Linked DNA regions of Gossypium hirsutum: region 2 is linked to region 1. Evidence: chromatin contacts called from public Hi-C data. All regions are on one chromosome and are shown on one strand. Each heading gives the region's core, a stretch centred on a gene start, on an enhancer-like site or on the middle of the called end of the contact. The rest is flanking DNA. Distances are from core to core; before and after follow the strand shown.

Evidence for each region. A called contact is a pair of places that touch in the nucleus more often than the background predicts.
Region 2: a Hi-C map of fibers shows a contact between it and region 1, with 3 times the contacts expected there. The contact joins the promoter of LOC107934259 here to the promoter of LOC107887876 in region 1. A contact is called at or near these places in 6 of 34 Hi-C or Micro-C datasets (anther, fibers, leaf and 1 more).

What each region holds. Positions count from the first base shown.
Region 1 is chrA12:55,598,843-55,602,687 of Gossypium_hirsutum_v2.1, reverse strand. LOC107887876 (probable sodium/metabolite cotransporter BASS4, chloroplastic) reads left to right here and starts at 2,058. Exons shown (of 14, transcript XM_016812094.2): 1 at 2,058-2,491; 2 at 2,576-2,657. The coding sequence starts at 2,330.
Region 2 is chrA12:56,378,611-56,382,455 of Gossypium_hirsutum_v2.1, reverse strand. It overlaps LOC107934259 (E3 ubiquitin-protein ligase UPL6), which reads left to right and starts at 2,068. Exons shown (of 8, transcript XM_016866651.2): 1 at 2,068-2,336; 2 at 3,040-3,101; 3 at 3,306-3,482. The coding sequence starts at 3,324.

The DNA.
Region 1 (3,845 bases), core at 809-3,308:
TATCGTACCAATGCTATGTCCCAGACATGGTCTTACATGGAAATCTCATATTGATGGCAATAGCCTAGCTATGGTCTTACACAATGCCTCATGCTGATGACATGTCCCAGAAATGGTCTTACACTGGCTCACATAACGATGCCAATGCCATGTCCCAGACATGGTCTTACATTGGCTCACATAACAATGTCAATGCGATGTCCTAGACATGGTCTTACACTAGCTCACATAACGATGCCGATGCTATGTCTCAGACATGGTCTTACACTGGCTCACATAACGATGCCGATGCCATGTCCCAGACATTGTCTTACACTGACTCACATAACGATGCCGATGCCATGTCCCAAACATGGTCTTATATGGGATCACATGCCGATGCCATGTCCCAGATATGGTCTTACACGGTTACACATATTGCCATGGTCCAACCATGGTCTTTACCGTCAATTCATAACATGTCGTAATTCGATCATGCTCAACCCTGCATTTCTTTTAATTTGATCTTTCAATATGATCTCGTATTTTTATATTATTCATGATCCAATAATAACACACGAAATAATTACATGATATCGATTAAGCATTTAAACATATCAAATTTAATGCTTATTAACATATGAACTTACCTTGGTATGAAACGACGAAATAAGTTAATTACTCGATTATCTTGCTTTTCCCCCGATCTAATTTTGAATTTCATCTTCCTTGATCTATAACAACACATTTAATTTATTTATTCATCATGCTACTCAAATTAGCCCAATTTCACATTTTTTGGTAAAATTACATTTTTACCCTTATTCTTTATCATATTTACACTTTTGCCTCTAGGCTCGTAAAATGAAATGTGTTCAATTTCTTTACTACCCATGCATAGCCAAACCTTTTTCATGCTTAGAGCAGCTCATATTTTCCATTATTTCACACATTTACCACCTATTTTACAACTTTTACAAAATGACCCATTTTAGGTGTTTTCATGAAAATCATTTAACAAAAGTTGTTTATTTAACAACCAATATTCATTTTCTTCCATAAAAATGCAGCAAACAACATGAATATTCTCATGAAAAAATCTTAGACTTTCAACCATTTTGCAAAATAGTCCCCTCATTAGCTAGATTAAGCTACAAGGGTTCCAAAAATATAAAAATCATAAAAAATGACCATCAAAATCACTTAGTTGTGAGGGTTAGAAATTGCTGAAATTTTCAAGCTTCCATGGCCATTTCCTTGGGTAAGAATCGGTGGAGAAGAAGAGAAGTAAAAAGATGATAGCTTTTCTTTTTATTTTACTATTATTCTACCTATTAAGTCACCTAAAGCCACGAACTTACCATTTTAATTTTTTTTTTTGTCTCCGTGTACATCCAACACTCATTATTAGTGGTCTATTTACTCAATAAGGACCTCCACATCTAATTTCTTTAGCTACATAACACTTTTGACTAGTAGAACATAATTTTCACTCTTTATGGGATTTAATTCATTTTTCGAAATTAAGCATGTAACTGCTAAAATTAATTCACCAAAATTTTCAAATATATATAAAATCATGTTATGACACATAAAAAAATATGAAAAATAATTTCTCCTACCTTGGATTTGTAGTTTCGAAACCACTAGACCTAAAATTGGGATGTTATATTAACTATTTAATATATATAAAACTAAATTAAATTATATTTTATATCATCATATTAAATTATTTAAATCTTATTTATTATATTTAATTTTTAAAAAATATTTCATATATTATTAGTTTTACAAATAATTTATATTAAGGTTAATTAATTTATTTTTTACTCTACTAGCAATGTATGGAATAATAATTCTTATTTTAATTACTTAAAAGTATTTAAAATTTATATTTGCATATAATTGTATTAAGTTATTTAAAGATCATATAACTTAATTAATATTTTACTTTTTACTATTATTTCTAAAAAAAACATTTTATCCTCGATTCGATGAAAAAAAGAGTTAAAAATTAACAATTCATACTTTTTCATAACTCTCTTTTAAACATACTTTTCAACCGCATGAAACATTGAATCATCTAAATTTGAATTGGCGTGTGCGACTTAATAGCTTTTAGCCTGTAAAGACCATATCAAGTTTTTGATCAAATGTTGACCAATTTGATTTAAATAAAAAGTTGAACGGTTTGTTTGCTAGGAAAAGGTCCAAAATGATAAATATCGTAAACGTTGAGGGTGAGAAATGCAGTTATGCCTTATTTATTTTCAGATAAATTACTGTTGTCCACTGGACGCTGGATTGGAGAGTTGAGGACCATCATTTCCCGATATTGTTTGAGAGGTCTATGGCGGGAACTATCCAATCCCTAATTTTGACGCCTCCGTCCATCGTCACCAGCCCGTTTCCTTGCCGGAAAACTTGCTGTCTCTTCAGCCGTTCCCTCAGAATCAATCCTCCTCGCCGTTCCATTTCAACACTTATCATTTCCTGTAAACCGTCCGATGAGGTTCCCTTAGAAATTAAGCTTCTAATTTCACTTTTTTTTGACGTTTAACCTTTTGCAGCTTACGAAGTTTGAATTGAATCGCAGATACATGGTTCAGATTTGGCTAATGGATTAAATTGGACAAAAACTTTAATGAATTTTGCCTCCAATAATTTTCTTCCCCTAGGTAATGAAATTTCTATTCATTGGCAATGATAGTGCTTTGATTTTTCTTTAAACTATCCTTGTAGTTTCAATTGTCATTTTTTTTATCTTGTATTTTTATTTTTTTATAAAGTTACGTCAAAATGATTCCTTTAGGTGAAGAACGCAATGGGGAGATTGTTGATTTTCTAATTTAAGTGTCTTATGGTGTGTTTATTTTGAATGGATTTTAGTTATCATGTTCTGTTAGTGTTTAGGACTGAATCCATTCTTCTCACTCTTTGAGAAAAATGAGAATGGGTCATTTGAAATGCATTTAGGGTTAACCCTAAATGATGAAACTTTTGAGTAGAAAACCTGAACTTATTTTAGGTGATTTTCAGTAGGACTTACTTTCTAAGAAGCACATCTCTGAATGCAAAAAGGGGAAAAAAAGATATTCTTTAAAGAGAAACATCAAGTATCCGAATAAAGCTCTGCTTTTGTGCTTCTATATTTCCTCTCAAAATAAAGCAGAACACGTTCTTCTTTGGTGGGACATTTAACTAAAATGAAACTAAAATACTTAGACTCATGAGGCAAAAATTATGCCAACAAAACTACATGCATCTGCATGTTACAATAGACCTTTTAAATTAGAAGAAAAAGGACTTGTTTTAGAAAGTGGTCTTGTCCTAAGTAACCCTTAATCAACTTCTAACTAGAAATGACAATGATTGTTTCCTAACCAACCTCTAGATAACTTGATGTGTCTCCACCATTATGGGTTTATTCACGAATGAAAAATAGAACACTTGATAGAAATGATGATTTGTACCAGTTCAGCTTTATTTGTTTGTTTGGGCCTCAAGACGCATTAGTTCGGTTAGGCTCATATATTTAGGATGACTAGGGGATTGAGCTAGTTAAGTAACTGGGTGACTGATGTGATGGTGGTGGGAACGTTCTCCAACGTTCTCTCTTTTCCTAGCTTTCAATTAGAATAGTACTTGGTATATATAGACTAGTAGCTTTTCTTTTTCGGCATTTGATAATTGGGTATTGTTGAAGATTTGTATTTGGGAAATTTAGTCCTTGAATAGGATTGTTTATTGCACTAAAGTGTTCACTTGTTGTTTTTTTTTTTTAATAATTCCTTTCCACTATTTTCCTTCCACTTCCTGTCATAACTCACACTTGGAAACGTGGATGGTTTAGATATAAAATTGAA
Region 2 (3,845 bases), core at 819-3,318, 780 kb before region 1:
TAGACCCTTTAGGGATTTTCGTCTCCGAAAATCTTACCGGTGAAAAGGTTTGGGTATTGGTTTCTCATGGCCTCCTCAGGCTCCCATGTAGCCTCTTCAGCCCCATGTCTTTGCCATAACACTTTTACAAAGGCAATACTCTTGTTTCTCAATTGTTTGACTTCTCAAGCTAAAATCTTAATTGGTATTTCACTGTAAGTCATATACGGTTGAATCTCAACCTCTATCGGTGAAATCACATGTGAAGGATCAGATCGATAACGGCCACAACATAAACACATGGAACACATCATGAATCTTTTCCAATTCGGACGGTAAGGCTAACTGATAGGCAACTGGCTCTACTCTCTTGGTGATCTCATACAGTCCAATAAAACGCAGACTCAACTTCTCTTTTCTACCAAATCTCAAAACCTTTTTCCATGGAGACACTTTCAAAAATTTTCTTGCCCTGTTTATTCGAAGCAGCTTTCAAACAATCACAAATTTTCTTCACTTTCTCTTTGGTTTCTTTGACTAAGTCAACCCCGTGAATCTGATTTTCTCTGAGTTTAGTCCAATACAGAGGTGTTCGACACTTACGCCCATATAATGTCTCATAAGGCGCCATTTTCATACTCGACTGATAACTGTTGTTATAGGCAAACTCTACCAATGGTAAGTATTTATCCCAACTACCTTGGAATTCCAATATACAACATCGGAGCATGTCTTCAAGTATTTGAATTACTCTCTCCGACTGACCGTCAGTTTGCGGATGGAAAGCGGTACTAAAGTTTAACTTCGTACCCAAAGACTCTTGTAACTTTTTCCAAAATCGTGAAGTGAATCTCGGATCTCTATCTGAAATAAATGATATAGGTACTCCATGAAGTCTGACAATTTCACCAATGTACAATTCAACTAACTTATCAAGTGAGAAATCAGTACGTACCGGTATAAAATGATTCGTCTTAGTTAATCTATCAACAATGGCCCATATGGTATCTTTCTTTCTCGGAGTTAAAGGCAACTCTGTCACAAAATCCATAGTAATCTGATCCCGTTTCCACTCGAGAACCACCATTGGCTGAAGCAAACCTGAAGGTACTTGGTTTCCGACCTTTACCTAATGACAAATTAAACATTTTGATACAAACTCTGAGATATCTCTTTTCATACCATTCCACCAATACATTTTCTTCAAGTCATTATACATTTTTGTATTGCCTAGGTGAACTGTCAAACAACCACTGTGTGCCTCATTTAAAATATTACGAATCAACTCAGTATCCTTCGGAACGCAAATCCTACTACGGAATCTCAAACAACCATCAGATCACTCAGAAAATCCGGTTCACTGTTGGACTCACACTGAACTCTCTTAGCTTGCTACTCTTTATCAACTTTCTGAGCATCACAAATCTGTTGAAGAAAAGTTGGTCTAGCTCTCAACTCGGCTAGAATCAAACCATCATCGAACAAAGTCAGCCGTGTATTCATAGCCCTCAAGGCAAACAACGACTTCCTACTCAAGGCGTCAGCGACCACTTTCGCCTTACCCAGATGGTAATCAATCACAAGCTCATAATCCTTCAACAGTTCTAACCATCTCCGTTGTCGTAAGTTTAAGTCCTTTTGAGTCATTAACACTACAACAAAATTGATTTTTAGCGGCATTTTTAGCGGTGCTTGAACCAAAAATGCCGCAAAATTTGTGGCATTAGCGACGCTTCTTAATAAACGCTGCTATAGGTTAAGCATTACTGGAACTTTTTGCAAAACATCGCAAAGAGTTAAGCAAAACGCCGTCGCTTTATGTTGAGAAGTGGAATTAGCGGCGCATTTTGAAAAACGCCGTGGCGCATTTGGAATTAGTGTCGCTTCTTGAAAAACGTCGCTATAGGTCGAGCATTAGCGGCGCTTTTTGAAAAACGTTGCAAAAAAGTTAAGTAAAATGCCATCGTTTTGTGTTGAGCTTTAGTGACATTAATAGCACTTTTTAAAAACACCGCAAGACTGAAAATTAGCGGTACTTTTTAAAAAACACCACTATAAATCAAGAACAAGCAGCGCTTTTTAAAAAACGCCGCTATAGATTGAGAATTAGCGGCGCCTCAAAACAGGTCGCAAAAGCAATTAAGCGAAACATCATCATTCTGTTTTGCCCAAATTAAAACACAGAAATCCCTCCCCTAAATCCCCAACACCCGAAATCCCTATCTTTTTTTCTCCATTTTATTTGCCTCAGATCCCCTTCCCCAAAATTCCCTTCCCCAAATCCCTAACATGGACAGAACTTCACATTTCTCTTTCACTTTTACGGTTTCAATCCTTGTTTTCCCTCTAAATTTCTGGTAAAATTCTCTCAAAACCTCTTCAGTTTCAGTTTTCTGGGCTTGTATTTTTCTGATTTGGTGGTGGGTTTTATGCTAGTTCTTCATCTCCTACCGTCTAGTTTTCGACAGAGCAAGGAATTAAATAAGGCAATCTTTGAAACCGTAAACCTAACTTGAACATTCTATTTCAATCATGAAAATTGTCTCTGCATCTGCATCATCCGTTATATTCAAATTTCTGTTTTAGATCCTACTGCTTGTTATTCTGTCTCATCTCGTGCACTATTTGTTGAGAGGGAGAATTTTTTTTAAAGCTATCTGATTCCCTTACCTGCTATTTGCAGCATCAATCCGCTGCTATTGATGTGAAATTTGTTCACATTGCTATTGAGGTCTTTAGTGGTTACGATTTGTGCTGCGACTGCAGATTAGCAGCCGTGACAGTTATACCATTGCTATTTTTAACTTTGATTGGTGATTTGATTTGCTTTTTTTAATTAGAGTATACTCTCTCTTTTTTCCTCCATTTTTTCATGGATATTAAAAGTTGGCACATATGCATTTCTCAACTTTGTTTCCCTAAAGCTGTTGAATTTATTTATAGGGTTCATGGATGCTTTCTAACTTTTATTTTAAATTTAAGGTAATTATTTAAGGTATTTAGTTAGAACAAAAGAAGAAGCCCCCGATATCTGACATTATTCTTCTTAACTGTATGCAGGGAAGGAATCCATGTCTAACTTGCACGTGATGGTCTGAAGGTCTCCATAGACCTATAATTAGGTGAGCATTGTACTTGGAAGCTCATACATTTGTGTGTACATATATATAAATATATGCATGCATCCTGGTAAACTTAGCTTTCAAAGCCATGGATGTACATATATCTTGTTTTCTATTCAATGATGTGAGTTTATATTTTTCTAACGAATGTTTTGCTCCCTGGGAATATTGATTGCTTTCGGTTTCTTTTTTGGGTTTTAGCAGAGTTGCTGAGTTTCGAGAATGTTCTTCACGGGTGATCCAACTACTCGAAAGCGGGTTGATTTGGGCGGTCAGAGCTCCAAAGAGAGAGATAGGCAGAAACTTCTTAAACAAACGCGTTTGGAACGCAATCGCTGTCTTTGGTTGTGCCAGCAAAATTCTGCAGCTCTCAAGATTCAGGTTTTGCTTTTGAATTTAGGCTGTTTCTTAGTTTCATTAATTACTTTATTTGGTTTAGTTGAAGAACTTTTTTTTTCCTCTTTTTTTTTTTTTTTTTTGCATTGAGCTGAAAATTATTCTCGTGAATTTCAATGCTTGTTTAGTTTAAATACAATCATATGCAATAGACTATTTCCAAAAATTCTAGGTTCGTTTGTAATGCGAAGAGTTGGTTAGATTGCACAGGTTTAGCATTATGTATAGGCCGTTCTTTATTTGTGCTAGGTAAGTGCTAATATAGTTTTGGAGGGTCAAACTATTGGTAGATGTAATCATTGCATTGTAGAAGGTGATTGAGAGACTACCCTTTGTTTTCCTTTAACT